Linked DNA regions of Hordeum vulgare: region 2 is linked to region 1. The links are chromatin contacts, called in public Hi-C maps. All regions are on one chromosome and are shown on one strand. Each heading gives the region's core, a stretch centred on a gene start, on an enhancer-like site or on the middle of the called end of the contact. The rest is flanking DNA. Distances are from core to core; before and after follow the strand shown. Region 1 holds the start of LOC123396577 (putative receptor protein kinase ZmPK1). Region 2 holds the start of LOC123395829 (histone-lysine N-methyltransferase, H3 lysine-9 specific SUVH1-like).

The links. A called contact is a pair of places that touch in the nucleus more often than the background predicts.
Region 2: a contact with region 1 is called in a Hi-C map of leaf, with 2.8 times the contacts expected there. The contact joins the promoter of LOC123395829 here to the promoter of LOC123396577 in region 1. A contact is called at or near these places in 3 of 6 Hi-C or Micro-C datasets (leaf and seedling).

What each region holds. Positions count from the first base shown.
Region 1 is chr5H:310,806,200-310,808,916 of MorexV3_pseudomolecules_assembly, reverse strand. It overlaps LOC123396577 (putative receptor protein kinase ZmPK1), which reads left to right and starts at 1,332. Exons shown (of 2, transcript XM_045091475.1): 1 at 1,332-2,309; 2 at 2,406-2,717. The coding sequence starts at 2,032.
Region 2 is chr5H:311,410,897-311,413,613 of MorexV3_pseudomolecules_assembly, reverse strand. It overlaps LOC123395829 (histone-lysine N-methyltransferase, H3 lysine-9 specific SUVH1-like), which reads right to left and starts at 1,355. Exons shown (of 2, transcript XM_045090864.1): 1 at 1-1,355. The coding sequence starts at 1,355.

The DNA of each region.
Region 1 (2,717 bases), core at 83-2,582:
GTACGTGCACTTCATCGCCCTGGGTCATCCATATACAACCGCCTCCGTGGCGCGGGCCTTCTTCGACGGCATCGTCCGCTTCCACGGTTTTCCTTCGTCCATCGTCAGCGATCGTGACTCCGTGTTCACGGGACATGTCTGGCGGGATCTCTTTCGACTGGCGGGAGTGAAGCTACGCATGAGCACGGCGTTCCACCCTCAGACGGACGGCCAATCCGAGGTGATCGCCATGTACCTGCGCTGTGTTACTGGTGATCGTCCACAAGCTTGGGTGGACTGGTTGGCGTGGGTGGAGTACTGCTACAACACCTCCTATCATTCCGCCCTGCGCACCACGCCTTTCGAGGTGGTCTACGGGCGCCCACCTTCGGCGATGCTCCCTTACAAGCCTGGGACGGCTCGGTCCGAGACGGCGGGCGACTTACTCCGCACCCGCGACGACATTCTCGCTGAGGCGCGCCAGCGTCTTCTCCAAGCACAGCAGCTGGCCCGGAAGTACTCGATGCTCATCATCGCGAGGCGGAGTTCGCGGTGGGCGATTGGGTGTGGCTGCGCCTCCTCCACAGGACAACGCAGTCTCTGGACCCGCGCTCCAAGCGCAAATTGGGACCTCGCTACGCCGGTCCCTTTCGTGTGTTGGAGCGTGTCGGCACACTCGCATACCGTTTGGAGCTGCCAGCTGGTTCTCGCCTCCACGACGTCTTCCATGTCGGCTTACTGAAGGCCTACCGCGGGGACCCTCCTGCAGCGACGCCGGCCCTTCCTCCTACTTCGGATGGCCGCCTCCTTCCAGCTCCCGCGCAGGTGGCGAAGGCGCAGCAGCGCCGCGGCGTCTGGCATGTCTTGGTATAGTGGGCCGGCCTGCCAGAGGAGGAAGCGACTTGGGAGAAGCTCGACGATTTCCGCCAGCAGTTTCCTGATGTTCAGCTCGAGGACGAGCTGTTTGAGAAGGCGGGGAGAAATGTTATGACCGGTACGACGTACCAACGGAGGAGGCCCAATGGGCAGGGTTATTTACGAGCTTAGCCCAAGTTATCTTAGCTATCTTAGAGTCCAAGTTATCTTAGTTATCTTAGAGTCCAAGTTATTGAGATTATATAAACAGATGTAAACAATTATTTCGGAATTAAGCAATAAGACAATTCTATTGCCCGGCTCCCAGAGGAGCCGGAACCCTAATCCTAGCCGCCCTACCCTAGCCGCCTCTCTCTCTCTCTCGCAGCGACGGCGCCCAACTGTCGGCGCCTGCGTCCCCAGCCGCGCCGGCCGCACTTCCACCCCCACAACCTACGCTGGTAGAACCCTAGCCTCTACCAATATATCAATTTGATGTCATATATGTTACTACTTTTTTCCTATATAGTTGATCAAAGTTTTAAAACTTTAACTTAGAACAAAAGCTAGATGTACACTTATTCGCGGATAGAGGGAGTAGGTGCTTATTTAGAAACTCCTTTTATTAGTTAAGCTGCAGGAAAGTTGTTTTTAACGAATATTGGTAAACTAGATTGAGCCCTTTATTGGGCATATTGGACCCTCAACGTGGTATTCGTCAACTGCCTCCATTCCTGGAAGCTGCAGATTCTATTATGTGGATTAGAGCGTGGGCATCAGTTCCCTGAAAGTGACCACCCTGGCCTGATCCATGGTCAATTCCTTTGAATGTTCAAATGCAGAAGTCACCATCGAAGCATCAATCAGTTAGCTGTAATGGACACAAGTGTCCCCATCTTTATTGGTGGTTTTGATGCTGGCATAGTGTTTTGATTATCTGGTCAGATGTGTCACTCTCTACCTGGACTGCCTCCGGTGGGTGCAAGTCTGACTTTGACTGCCTGTGAGGCTGTGAGGCAAAGGCACTGGCATGATTACAGCCCTGACGTTTTTAGATGTTTAAGGAGTTGAAACTCCGTAGCATCCTGATTTTGTCTTTAGATTAATATTTTCCTTTCAGGATTGAGACAGAAATTTACCTTAAATAGACGAGTGGTACTTGTTCAGCCGTCATCTGGCGCTGCTATCTCTGCAACCATGGTTCCTGCTCTTCCAACACGCCTTGCCACTATCTACCTCCTCTCCTTTTTCGCACTTGTCTCGAGCGCTGCAAATCGAGACATACTGCGACCGGGAACCTCCCTCACCGTCGAAGCCTACCAAAGTGAAATCCTGCAATCACCGGATGGCACCTTCTCCTGTGGCTTCTACGGCGTCTACGACAACGCCTTCACCTTCTCAATATGGTACTCCAAGGCAGCCAACAGGACCGTCGTCTGGAGTGCGAACCGCCACCGCCCCGTCCACTCCAGGAGGTCAGCCCTGACCTTGCACAAGGATGGTAACATGGTCCTCACAGATTATGATGACTCGGTTGTGTGGCAAGCTGATCATGATGGCAACTACCACAGAAATATTCAGCATGCTCAGCTGCTGGACACTGGGAATCTCGTAATGAAGAACACCAGCGGCGCGACAATATGGCAAAGTTTTGATTCACCGACAGACACGCTCCTACCAGCCCAGTACATCACGGCTACGACAAAGTTGGTCTCAACAACCCAGTCGCATGCTCCTGGTAACTACATCTTCCGTTTCAATGATATATCACTGCTGTCACTTATATATGATGTCCCCGAGGTTTCGGATATATACTGGCCAAACCCTGATAACAGTGTGTACGACAATAACAGAAGCCGGTATAACAGTACTAGATTGGCGAT
Region 2 (2,717 bases), core at 106-2,605, 600 kb before region 1:
AGGCACACAGGCAGATTTTCAGCCCCTGATGATAGATCCAGCACTATGGCCTTTTCTCTCGTGGCACGGTTCGCCTTCCACTTGTTTGTCATCTTCCAAACTGAAATCCCGTCAGGCTGCCCCGGCTCCCTCCTCAGCCTGTGCTTGAACACACTGAACCCGTTCTTGGCTCTGTCCATCCAGGAGTCCTCGATGCGATACACTCCATCGTAGATGTACACCTTGCCTCCTGAGATGGAGAAAGGGTCCCGTGCACTGCGCACCACCCTGATCTGGTTCTTCTTGCTGGCGCTGTTGCTGAGAGCAAGGTTTCCTTTCTCCAGCTTCTGGTCGTGCTTCTCCTTGCGCCGGCTGTTACCTCCTTGGCCCGTGTACACCAGGGTGTCAGTCTCATCTTCAACGTTCTCGTATCCGCCTGACGAGATGATGCTCACGGCCAGGCTCTCGTCCCTCCCGGCAAACTTAGCTGACAGGTAGTCGATGCCGGCCATCGATGGTGCATGCAGTCCCACGATGCACATCTCAATCCTGTAGAAAAAGATTTCTCCGATTTCGACACCCGGGACGGGCCCTATCGTCTTGAGTTGATTGATCCTCAGGTTGTTATGGTTCATGAGAACACTGGCCTTGAGGTCTGCGCGCCTGCCCAAGCCCTCCTTCTCATCCAGCTGCAGCATCCGGCGCCGGAGCGAGTCGAACATGGCCATGGCCGCTTCCACCGCCTCCCTTGGGTTGTCCGATGTGGAGGGCCAGCCGGCGAGCCCCTTGCTCAGGCTCCTCCTGATCGGTCTATGCTTGATGTTGGCTGCAGTGGAGTCCCCTTTTGTCTTGTGGGTAGCTGCAGTGGAGTCTCCAGCCTGCCGAGCCTTCTTGGTTGTCCTCTTGGGTGAAGATGAAGATGGCTTCCTCTTCTCGGAAGCAGGAGTGTAATCTTCATCCGAGGTTTCCTCCTTGGGCCGCCGCGCGGGAAATGCTGCCGAGATTGGCGTAGCCTTGAGAGGAACTGCAGACCCTGGCCCAGCAAATGAAGCTGGACCTGGCCCAGGGCGTTGTTGTTGTGGTGGTTGTGGTGAGGAGCAGAACCCTGGTGGCGGCCCATCAAATGAAGCTGGAGCTGGCCCAGGGTGTTGTTGTTGTGGTGAGGAGCAGAACCCTGGTGGCGGCCCATCAAATGAAGCTGGAGCCGGCCCAGGGTGTTGTTGTATTGGTGTGATGTAGACGAATGGTGGGTCGGATGATCCAGTGGTCACCACATCATACCCTGGAGGGGTAGGGAACATCGGCGCCAGTGAGTGCAATGGCTTCAGGTCCAGGGGCTGCTCCTCGGTTTCTGCTTCATCGATCAAGCTCCCCATGGTGAACTCCTGGCAGTAAGCAATAAACATGTAAATTCAGAAAACAGTATCATCTTATGAACTGAGAAAACAGGACAAAACTGTATCTTGTGAAGTGAAATGCAGCAACACGGAGACAGAAAACTTGCATATTTTGATCACTACGTTTGTTGGCTGGGTGTAATTAATATGAATGTTTATGCGATGGTGGCAGTGTAAAAATGGCATGTTGACTGACGAGAAGGATTTGCTTGATATCTTTTTTACAATTGTTATTAAAACAAGCGTGACACCGATTGAACAATTGTCCACTGTAATCTTTTCTTTTGAAGAAAAGATAGATAGAGAGAGAATAAATCTGTAAATTCAAGCAATGATAGAGTATGAAGTTTTGAACTGAAAGAACGGGATCCTGTCAAACGCAGCAAGCAGGAACAGAGCAATCTTCTTTTCTATATCGAAACAAAAGAAAGAGAGGAAAACACACTCTTTGTCGAAGTATCCATACCATGTGAATGTAGTACAGATTGTGGTTGTTTTAAGTATTAGACCGGCAGAAAACACATCTATTTCGGCATGCTACGTTGTACGTACGTTCCATCTTCCTTTCCTCCTCGCATATTATGAACCAAAAAGGCCGGCATCGACAGAAAGTAGAAACAAAGTTAAATAAGAGGAACGTTGCTGAACCCAGGAAAGAGTGGCCATTTCTCCACAGGTATGATCATCTAAAACCAAAAGCTGCTAGTACTACCCAAGAACGCCAGAAAAGGAAATCACAACAGAGATTTGCCGGGAGATAGAGACTGACCTTGAGGACGTCGTCGAAGCAGAAGCTCTTCCTCTCTCCACCGAAGCGCTCGCTGGTCTCACTTCTTTGGAGGCCACAGTCTCGTGGTGCGGTGGGGTAAAAAAGGGCACGCCACTTACCTGTGCTACCGCTTGGGGCCCCCCTCCCCTCGGAGAAGCCGTTTCCGTTCTCAGGGCCTACACGTGTGTACTGCCAGGCGGTCGTGTCACCGGTCACGCGTTGGCAAGGCTTGCCTCTTGGGCTTCTGCGCTTTCACTGTCCACCGTTGGACCGGTCTCGAGATCCGTGCTGCTTGAACCAGCTGGAGACGGTTCGACAATGCTCACCGGTGGCAGGTTTATTAACTCCGGTATCGGCCCCTCAATGTCACTTCACTTCACTTCAGCCTGGCAAAAATGTTATTCACTTCAGCGAAAGATCGAAAGTGTGAAATACACAAACTTACACGCTTTAGAACAAGTATAATAGTATAGTCACCTGCTGGCTATAAGTCATTAACATGTCATCTATAGTCCGTCTTATAGCCAACAAGTATAATAGTTTATTATAAAAGTGTATTACTTCTTTATTAT